Linked DNA regions of Sus scrofa: regions 2 and 3 are each linked to region 1. The links are chromatin contacts, called in public HiChIP or PLAC-seq maps. All regions are on one chromosome and are shown on one strand. The core of a region is the stretch at or near the end of the contact, and the rest is flanking DNA. Distances in the headings are between cores, read along the strand shown.

What was found. HiChIP or PLAC-seq counts read pairs in DNA pulled down with a chosen protein or histone mark.
Region 2: an H3K27ac HiChIP or PLAC-seq map of skeletal muscle shows a contact between it and region 1, with 5 times the contacts expected there. The contact joins two enhancer-like sites. A contact is called at or near these places in 2 of 47 Hi-C or Micro-C datasets (embryonic fibroblasts and fetal heart ventricle) and 1 of 2 datasets of contacts at active chromatin or transcription factors (skeletal muscle).
Region 3: a contact with region 1 is called in an H3K27ac HiChIP or PLAC-seq map of skeletal muscle. The contact joins two enhancer-like sites. A contact is called at or near these places in 2 of 47 Hi-C or Micro-C datasets (embryonic fibroblasts and skeletal muscle) and 1 of 2 datasets of contacts at active chromatin or transcription factors (skeletal muscle).

What each region holds. Positions count from the first base shown.
Region 1 is chr1:109,200,336-109,202,989 of Sscrofa11.1, forward strand. No RefSeq gene overlaps it. Among named protein-coding and RNA genes, the nearest start is that of MIR190A, 24 kb to the right of the region's middle. Within about 2 kb of position 1,351, at least 12 of the 83 cell types and tissues checked have an H3K27ac peak or open chromatin away from gene starts, as enhancers often do. A contact at or near this core is called in skeletal muscle, where this site is marked.
Region 2 is chr1:108,973,078-108,975,731 of Sscrofa11.1, forward strand. All of the region lies in intron 3 of LOC110260973 (a long non-coding RNA gene), which reads right to left. Among named protein-coding and RNA genes, the nearest start is that of TPM1, 42 kb to the right of the region's middle. Within about 2 kb of position 1,359, at least 13 of the 83 cell types and tissues checked have an H3K27ac peak or open chromatin away from gene starts, as enhancers often do. A contact at or near this core is called in skeletal muscle, where this site is marked.
Region 3 is chr1:109,038,912-109,041,565 of Sscrofa11.1, forward strand. No RefSeq gene overlaps it. Among named protein-coding and RNA genes, the nearest start is that of TPM1, 24 kb to the left of the region's middle. Within about 2 kb of position 1,345, at least 17 of the 83 cell types and tissues checked have an H3K27ac peak or open chromatin away from gene starts, as enhancers often do. A contact at or near this core is called in skeletal muscle, where this site is marked.

The DNA.
Region 1 (2,654 bases), core at 101-2,600:
CTCCCAGCCCCTTGGCCAGATCAGGTTGCAGCCCATCCCAGAACCAGGCACCACTGGGAGGAATGGTGTTGTCCTGGGACCCATTGGGCCTGCCCCAGACTTGAGTTCGACGCTCCCAAAGTATTGCTGCGGCTCCACAGGGGCAGGGGAAGTAGATGGTGGGAGGGTGAAGTACAGAGTTTAGTCCAGACCCCTCCTCACCCCCACCCCAAGATTTGGAAGGAAGTGACTTGCTCAAAGCCATGTCCATCTGAAGTCCAAAGTCATGTTCCCCCCACCCCCGCCCTGTGTCTGTTCACTGTGCTGCCTTATGAGGCGAGAAAAGTGGAGGAAAATGTTTGGAGAATCAGATTTCAGATGCCCTTTAGCTGCAGGAGGAAACTCTGGCCTTCCTTTTCTTCCAGATGGCCTTCACATTCCACTAGGATTTGGACCATGAGCACCATTTTATAGCTCACAGCATCTGAGGTCCTTTCAGTATTTCATTAACAACCTCTGACTGGCTGGAGCCCATTTTTGGGATTTTGCTGAACAATGCTGAGTGTTGTCAGGAGGTTTCAGGATATATAGGATCAAGCTGTGTTTCCTTGCAGCTGTCCCAGGAAGGGAATCCTAAGCGAGCAACTTTCAGAGAAGCTATTGTAGCAATAGTGTTGCCTTGTGGGGCCATAGGAGTGGGTGGGGAAGGAAGGGGCAGCTGTGGGTAACTGTTTGCACACTTTTTTTTTTTTGGCCTCTTAAAGTTCAAATCAGCCAGAGTCCAAAACAGCTGATCCCCAGGTCATAAACACTGGTTGCCAACTGCACGGTCCAACGTTTATCACCTAGGCAATCTGTCTTCATTACATTTCTCATATCTCCACAGCTCGGTTTTAGGTGCTGGGGAAGCTGCATGTGACAAGATGTGATCCCTGCCTATGACCTAGATGAGGCTGCTGCACAGACGAAATATTACCTTGTCATACGAGACAGAGGGCTGGCCACGTGTGCTGAGAGGGCAGGGGAGACAGACAGTAATTCCAGTAGGATTTTACAACAGGGCTCCCCAAGGCATGAGGCTTGCAACATTTGTCTCTCAAAATACATCGCAATGAAAAAGAAAGTGCTCCAAGGCCAAAAATTGGGGCAAAACTGTATATTATATGCTCCTTTTTGAGAGATCCAATGTATATGAGCTTCTTATAGACCCTAAGACACCTCATAGAGGCATAAGGCATTTAGTTGTTTACCTTTAATATTAGTATTCTCATATTTATTTGCCCAACAAATGTCCCCCTTTCCCCCAAGGAAAACAGGAGTGCCCTATGAGTGTCCGATGGAACCACACTGCCCCCTGTGGTCACAACCTGCCAGGACACCTAGCCGGAAGGACAGCAACATTGGGTGCCAAGGGCTCTTCTCCCTGGAACCCAGGAACAGCCCAAGTGGCAGAAGTGCTTTGTCAGGAGCCATCTCCTCGGCAAGCACAGCCATCTCCTCCAGGATGCACACCTGAGAAGGGGGCCGCCAAAGTGCCCATGGTATCCGAAAAATGTGCCCCATTCATCAGGTGAGCTGAGGGTGAACCAGAAGGCAGGGAGGGCAGGCGTGAAGAACGTGGGCTTAGGCAGAGTGCAGCCAGCCTGAAGGGTCTGACTCGTCCCTCTAGCTTCGGGCAGCTTTGTGGTCCTCTTTCTGCCCTTTCTTTTCTGTCTACCTGCAGAGGCCACAGATGCGTTCTGTGCTCCCAGCTGCTTCCCATCTACTGAGGGCCTACCCCAGCCTGCCTCTTTTGTGGGAACCCAGCCCACGTGGGCGCTCCTGCCCTGATGCCCTGCACCCTCCCAGCCCGCAGCCCCCTGTGGGTGACTTGTGTTATTCTCACTTTCCCTTGCAGGAGGCTGCATTCTTCAGGAAGGTCTAAGATCTTTGAAGGGAAGGGCTGGGCCTTTTAGTTTCTTCCCATCTTCCCTAATGCCCACGGAGTCCAGGCTGCCTCTCCTTTCCCGCTTCCCCACAAGGGCCCTATAATATCAAGCTGCTGGAACCATAGGACTGGGGCCCTGGCTCAGGCCCCTTCTCCCTCTGGGCTGCCCCAACACCCAGGCCGCAGTTGCAACACGGCCTGCCTTCAGGCCCAGAAAGCACTTCTTCAACATTCAGTTCTAGCCTTAATTGAACCAAGCTTTTGTTTCTAAAAGTAAATCTCCAGAGAGAAAGGCCCAAACGGACAGGAAGCTCCTGATCCAGCCACAAGTGCTGACGTCTGCTTTTGTCCCCGCCAGGTGCCAGCCCCCCAGGCACTCCTGCTCTGGGGCCCTAAGAGCTTCTTGTGTGGGACGTTAAGGCAGCATAGCAAAGCTGCTGCAGTCATGGCCTGCTGAGGGTGCAGAGTGTTCAAGTAAAAACACGGTTGAATTTCTCTGAGTGCAGTTTAGACTTGATAGAATTGCCGTCTGAGAGAACCGCCCCCCCCCCCCACCCCCGCACCCTCAAACAGGATTTTGGAATCACCAGGTGAGAATAAAGCCAAGCTGGGCTCCTGGTAACCTGCATGTTAAAAGCTCCTTAGCCAGGTGCTCATTCAGTGACCCTCAGGACACTGTCCCCCTCATACACACTTGGACTTGCCACCCCCTCCTATGGTTTCCGCTGGCCCCACCCTCCCTGTGCCC
Region 2 (2,654 bases), core at 109-2,608, 230 kb before region 1:
GTTATTGCGAGTACTAAATAAGAGAACCTAAGCTAAGTCCAAGGAACCAGTGGCAGCTTAGGGTTGGCAGTCTGAAAGCAGAGTCTAGGATATGTGTCTTGAAGCTGTTTTCTCATACTTTCTGTAATATAAAGAAATATTGATAGCTGCATCAAAGATGGTGCTTCCTCTGGCATATAGTAGTTCCTCTCACTTCTTTTTAATGACTTAGTTCCATCCATTAATAGTCTGCCTTCGTGGTTCTGCCTGCCGCCCCACCTGGACTAGCTAAGGGAAGACGGTGTGGTGTAATGGGAAATGCCCTGGGTAAGAGGCCAGGGACCCTAGATTTTAATGTGAACCCTGCTGCCCCTTAGCTACAGGATCTTGGGCAAATTGTTTCAACCATCTGGTCTTCAGTTCCATATCTGTAAAATTAGTTCTCTCTTTATGAAATAAAAATAAATATATATACTTGTCTCTGCCCCTGGTTCCTGACAGAACACCTTAAAACCCTTGTACATATGGAGGTTCCTGGACTGAAGGTCAAATCAGAGCTGTAGCTGTGACCTATACCACAGCCAGGGCAACACTGGATCCAAGCCGCATCTGTGACCTACGCTGCAGCTGTGGTGACACGGCATCCTTAACCCACTGAACAAGGCCAGAGATTGAGCCTGCATCCTCATGGACACTGTGAGTTCTTAACCTGATGAGCCACAACGGGAACTCCTGGAGGAACTTTTAAATTGCTCACCAGCAATCCAAAGCATGGCTAGAAGGTTCCCATGTGGCTCACAGCCTATGAATTAGGGCACTAAGGTGAGAAGGAAAAATGGAGCTCCAAGACTCCTGCTGTTGAGACCAACAAAATCCCTACGGCAAGTCCAGGGAAACTAAGAATAGGAGACAGCCAGGGGAAATCACAATTTTCAGACTGGGATCAGCCTTCATCAACTCTCCCAACTGGGAGGGGATGTCTAACTTGAAAATCACCGTGCTGCCAACTGGGCCCAAGTTCACATTCCTTTAAGCCGACAAGCTGCAAAACCGTAAGTTTGTGGAGAGTCCATGTGGGGACATGGGGGCCAAAACGACAACCTCACACTTATTGATAAACTTGAGGGTGGGCTAGGGGACAATGGGAGAAATACCAGTTCTGGAATTCTGTCCTTACCTATTCCTGCCTGCCCCTACTCCTTGCAGAATGGAAACCCTTTAGCTGCAGACAGATGATACCCAGGCATATTGCTGGGAATACCTAGAGTAAATCACTTCCTCCTCCAGCCCTGAGAAAAATCTCTTTCTGGCTAGGAGCATAATTCAAGCTGTCTACATCCAGTGAGCTGAGACTGAGACTAAGTATGGGGGGAGGGGAGAACCAGGGCTGATGGCCTGGGCCCCAAGAATGAGGAGCAGTGAAAAGAGATAAAGAGGCTGTGACTCTCGGGTAAGGAGTGCCTGCTTCAGACAAAGCCGGCTCCAAACCTCACAGAGAGAATATTTGCATTTCTCTAAACCTAAATAACTAAATACAATATACAAAATAGTTAAACCATGATTTTCTTAAGATCTCTACGTACACATAACTTTCTTGGAATCTTTGTGACTTCTAAAATGAGTGTCACTTCCTTACTCGAATTAGATTATATCTAGTAATTTTGGCAAAAATACTGGAACAAGCTGATAGGATCAGTGTAGGAGAACAAACAGTCTCCCTTGAGAGTAGGGAGTCAACAAACTTTCTGTACAGGAACTAAACAGTAAATATTTTAGGCTTTGTGGAACTAGAGTCTCTGTCATGGCCATTCCACTCCATTGTTAGAGCACAAAGAGCTATAGACAACACTTGAATGGATGTGGCTGCGTTTCAGTAGACCTTTATTTATAAACACTGGTGTTAGAATTTTACATAATTTTTTTTTTTTTTTTTTTTTTTTTGCTTTTTAGGGCTGCACTCATGGCATATGCAGGTTCCCAGGCTAGGGGTCGAATTGGAGCTACAGTTGTAGGCCTACACCACAGCCACAGCAGCTTGGGATCCAAGCCACATCTGCAACCTACAGCATAGCTCACAGCAACGCCAGATCCTTAACCCAATGGGTGAGGCCAGGGATCGAACCCACCACCTCATGGGTACTAGTCAGATTTGTTTCCACTGCACCAAGACTTCTATATAATTTTCATATGTTATAAACTATTATTTTTCTTTTGAGTTTTTTCCAACCATTAAAAAAAAATTAAAAGACATTTTTAGCTCTTAGGCTGCACAAAAACAGGCAGTGGCTTGAATATGGCCCACAAGCAATAGTTTGCCTGGTTTATAAAATTCCCAAGGCAAAAAAGCAATAAAGGGAACGTTTTATTTTGGTTACTGTAAGCCTTTCCTATGGCTCTGCTATTATAAAGTAAGACAATGGTGGTGGGGGGTATAGATTAGGAGTTTGGGATTAGCAGATACAAACTACTAAATATAAAATAAACAACAAGGTTCTACTATATAGCACAGGGAACTATACTCAATATCCTGTAATAAACCATAACAGAAAAGAATATGAGAAGAATATATATAATATATATGCAATATACCATATGTATATGTATATGTATATGTATATATATATATATCGGAATCATTTCACAGGACACCAAAAACCAACACAACATTGTAAATA
Region 3 (2,654 bases), core at 95-2,594, 160 kb before region 1:
TAGCTCTGATTTGACCCCTGGCCTGGGAACCTCCATATGTGGCAGGTACAGCCCTAAAACAACAAAAGGCCAAAAAAAAAAAGTCATATTTGTTTCCCTGGCTGGGTTGAAAACTTGGGAGTCAGTGCAGTACCTTAAGTGTCCCTGGATTCCCTGTACAGCACAGAGACTGGTGTAACACGGGTGTGTGGGCAGAAGAGGACTGTGAGTGGTCTGAGCTTGTGCTTTGGAGCCAAACACTCCTGAATTTGAAACCTGGTCTCATCACTTCCCAGTTGGGTGACTCTGGAAATTTCTTAACCCCCTTAAGCCTCAGGGTATCCCTCTGAAAATGGGAATAGCGACTTTCCTACCTCCTATGGTTATCCTGAGGCTTAGTTGTGACAGTGTTTGTGAAATGTTTAGCACAGTATTAGTTGTAGATATTCCATTATTTATCTGAACAGAACCACATCCTTGTCCTGTTTCATGGCAATGACCTGCAGACACACCAGGTGGTGTGCACTGAGACACTTGCAAGGTTCTTGCAAGGTGGTGTTATGTTAGGTCAATTTCTAAACTTAAATGAGACACACTGTGGAAGGCCCTCAGGTCCCTGAGCTGCCCAGGAGGGAAGAAGGATTAAGGAACCCATCTAAGCTAAGAGACTTGGAACATATGAAACGGAGACCTTCAACTGTCATTCTCCTCCTGGACGGTGATGCCCTCTGGCAGATATTTCCTGCACTAATAGGGTGGTAGTGACGGCCCTGTCCTGAAGCAGCTTCCATCAAAAGCCCAGGAGCCTGAGCGGGGGGTGTAACCTGAGCCCTGGCTCCTGCTAGGGAGAGAGCACCAGCTTTGTGAGCAGATACCCTGGGGCTCAGCTCTGCTCGGGAGTGGCCTAGAGGACAGGTCCTGCCTCTGCAGCCTGGAGAAAATGCATGGGCTGTGGTGGGCTGGTGGTTCGTTCCTCTCTGCCCACTGACTTTTTTTTCTTTCTTTTTTTTTTTTTTTTTGTCTTTTCTAGAGCCGCTCCCACGGCATATGGAGGTTCCCAGGCTAGGGGTCGAATCGGAGCTGTAGCCACCGGCCTACACCAAAGCCACAGCAACGCTGGATCTGAGCTGCGTCTGCAACCTACACCACAGCTCACGGCAACGCAGGATCCTTAACCCACTGAGCGAGACCAGGGACCAAACCCGCAACCTCATGGTTCCTAGTCGGATTTGTTAACCACTGAGCCACAACGGGAACTCCTGCCCACTGACTCAATTATCTTTCCTGGCCCTGAAAGGCACCTCGGCTATGCACTGCTCCCCTGACCACAGCATCTGCTACGTGGGGCCCTGGGAGGCAAGGTCTACAGCCTGTGTTCCATGCCATCAGTGGGGCAGCCACTCGACAAACATTATTAAGCTCTGACTCATCTCTGGGCACCGGGCCAGATGTGCAGAGGACAGGAAGCATGTAAAAAGGTTCTTCATTCCACAGTCTACACGCTAGCGGGAAGAGATATGATTGCTATTCAGCCGTTAGTAAATATATGTCCTGAGTGTTAAATGACTGCTTGAGAGGGCACGGGAGGCGCCCCTAGAGTTGACCGAGATGGTCAAGGAGGGAAGCTCAGAGCAAGCAAGGGGTCTTTCTACGTTAGGCTGATTCCCTGCCCTTGCAGGTGCTTATCTATCTGCCAGGTCCACACAACCAGCGCTGGTGCCACCACCAATTGCCAGGGTTTGGAGGGGGCAGGGTCAGCCTCTTGTCCAGACTAATATGAGGGTGTAGTTCTTTGAGCAGCCTGGGATGAGGTTTGCAGATCACATCTCATGAACACCCTAGGCTCAAGGGCAACCCTTAGAAAAGGCAAAACAGCATGGAACAGCTTCCCCAGCTCCAAGAAGAGAGAGGAGAAAAAAAGGTGGTTCCTGCTTGGGACAGGGGTAGGGGAGGGATGGAAGCCACCTATCAATGCCCAACAGTGACATGCGAAGGAGCTACCTTGAAATCACATCTCCCAGCCGCAGTCAGGCCTTCAGTGGACTGCAGCCCTAGCCAACATCTTGACATCATAAAAGACCCAAACCAGAACCGCCAACCTAATCCACTCCTAGATTCCTCACCCACAGAAACTGTGAGAGATAATAATTGTTTACTGTTATATGGCACCAAGCTTTGGGGTAATTTGCTACACAGCAACAGATAATTAATGTAGAGGGGTACACATCGATTGGCTCATGTGTGAGGGCCGGTGAGAGTCCTCTTGACATTTTTACTATCCATCCTGATGGAAAGTCCTTCATCTTGAGAGAGACAAAGGGAGAAGTCACAGTGCCTCTCTGACCTCTGTAGAGCTGGGAACAGAGAAGAGACAACCCAGGCTGCCTTGGCGGCTCTCAGCTGTGCTACCCAGCAGTGCTTTGACTGTTTCTGCCAGGAGTAAGCACACTTCCTTAGAAGCCCAGATAGGGGAGTTCCCATTGTGGCACAACAGAAATGGATCTGACTAGTATCCATGAGGATGCGGGTTTGACCCTGGCTCAGTGGGTTAAGGATCTGATGTTGCCATGAGCTGTGGGCTTGGATCCTATGTTGCTGTGGTTGTGGTGTAGGCCAGCAGCTGTAGCTCCGATTTGACCCCTGGCCTGGGAACCTCCATATGCTGCTGCTGTGGA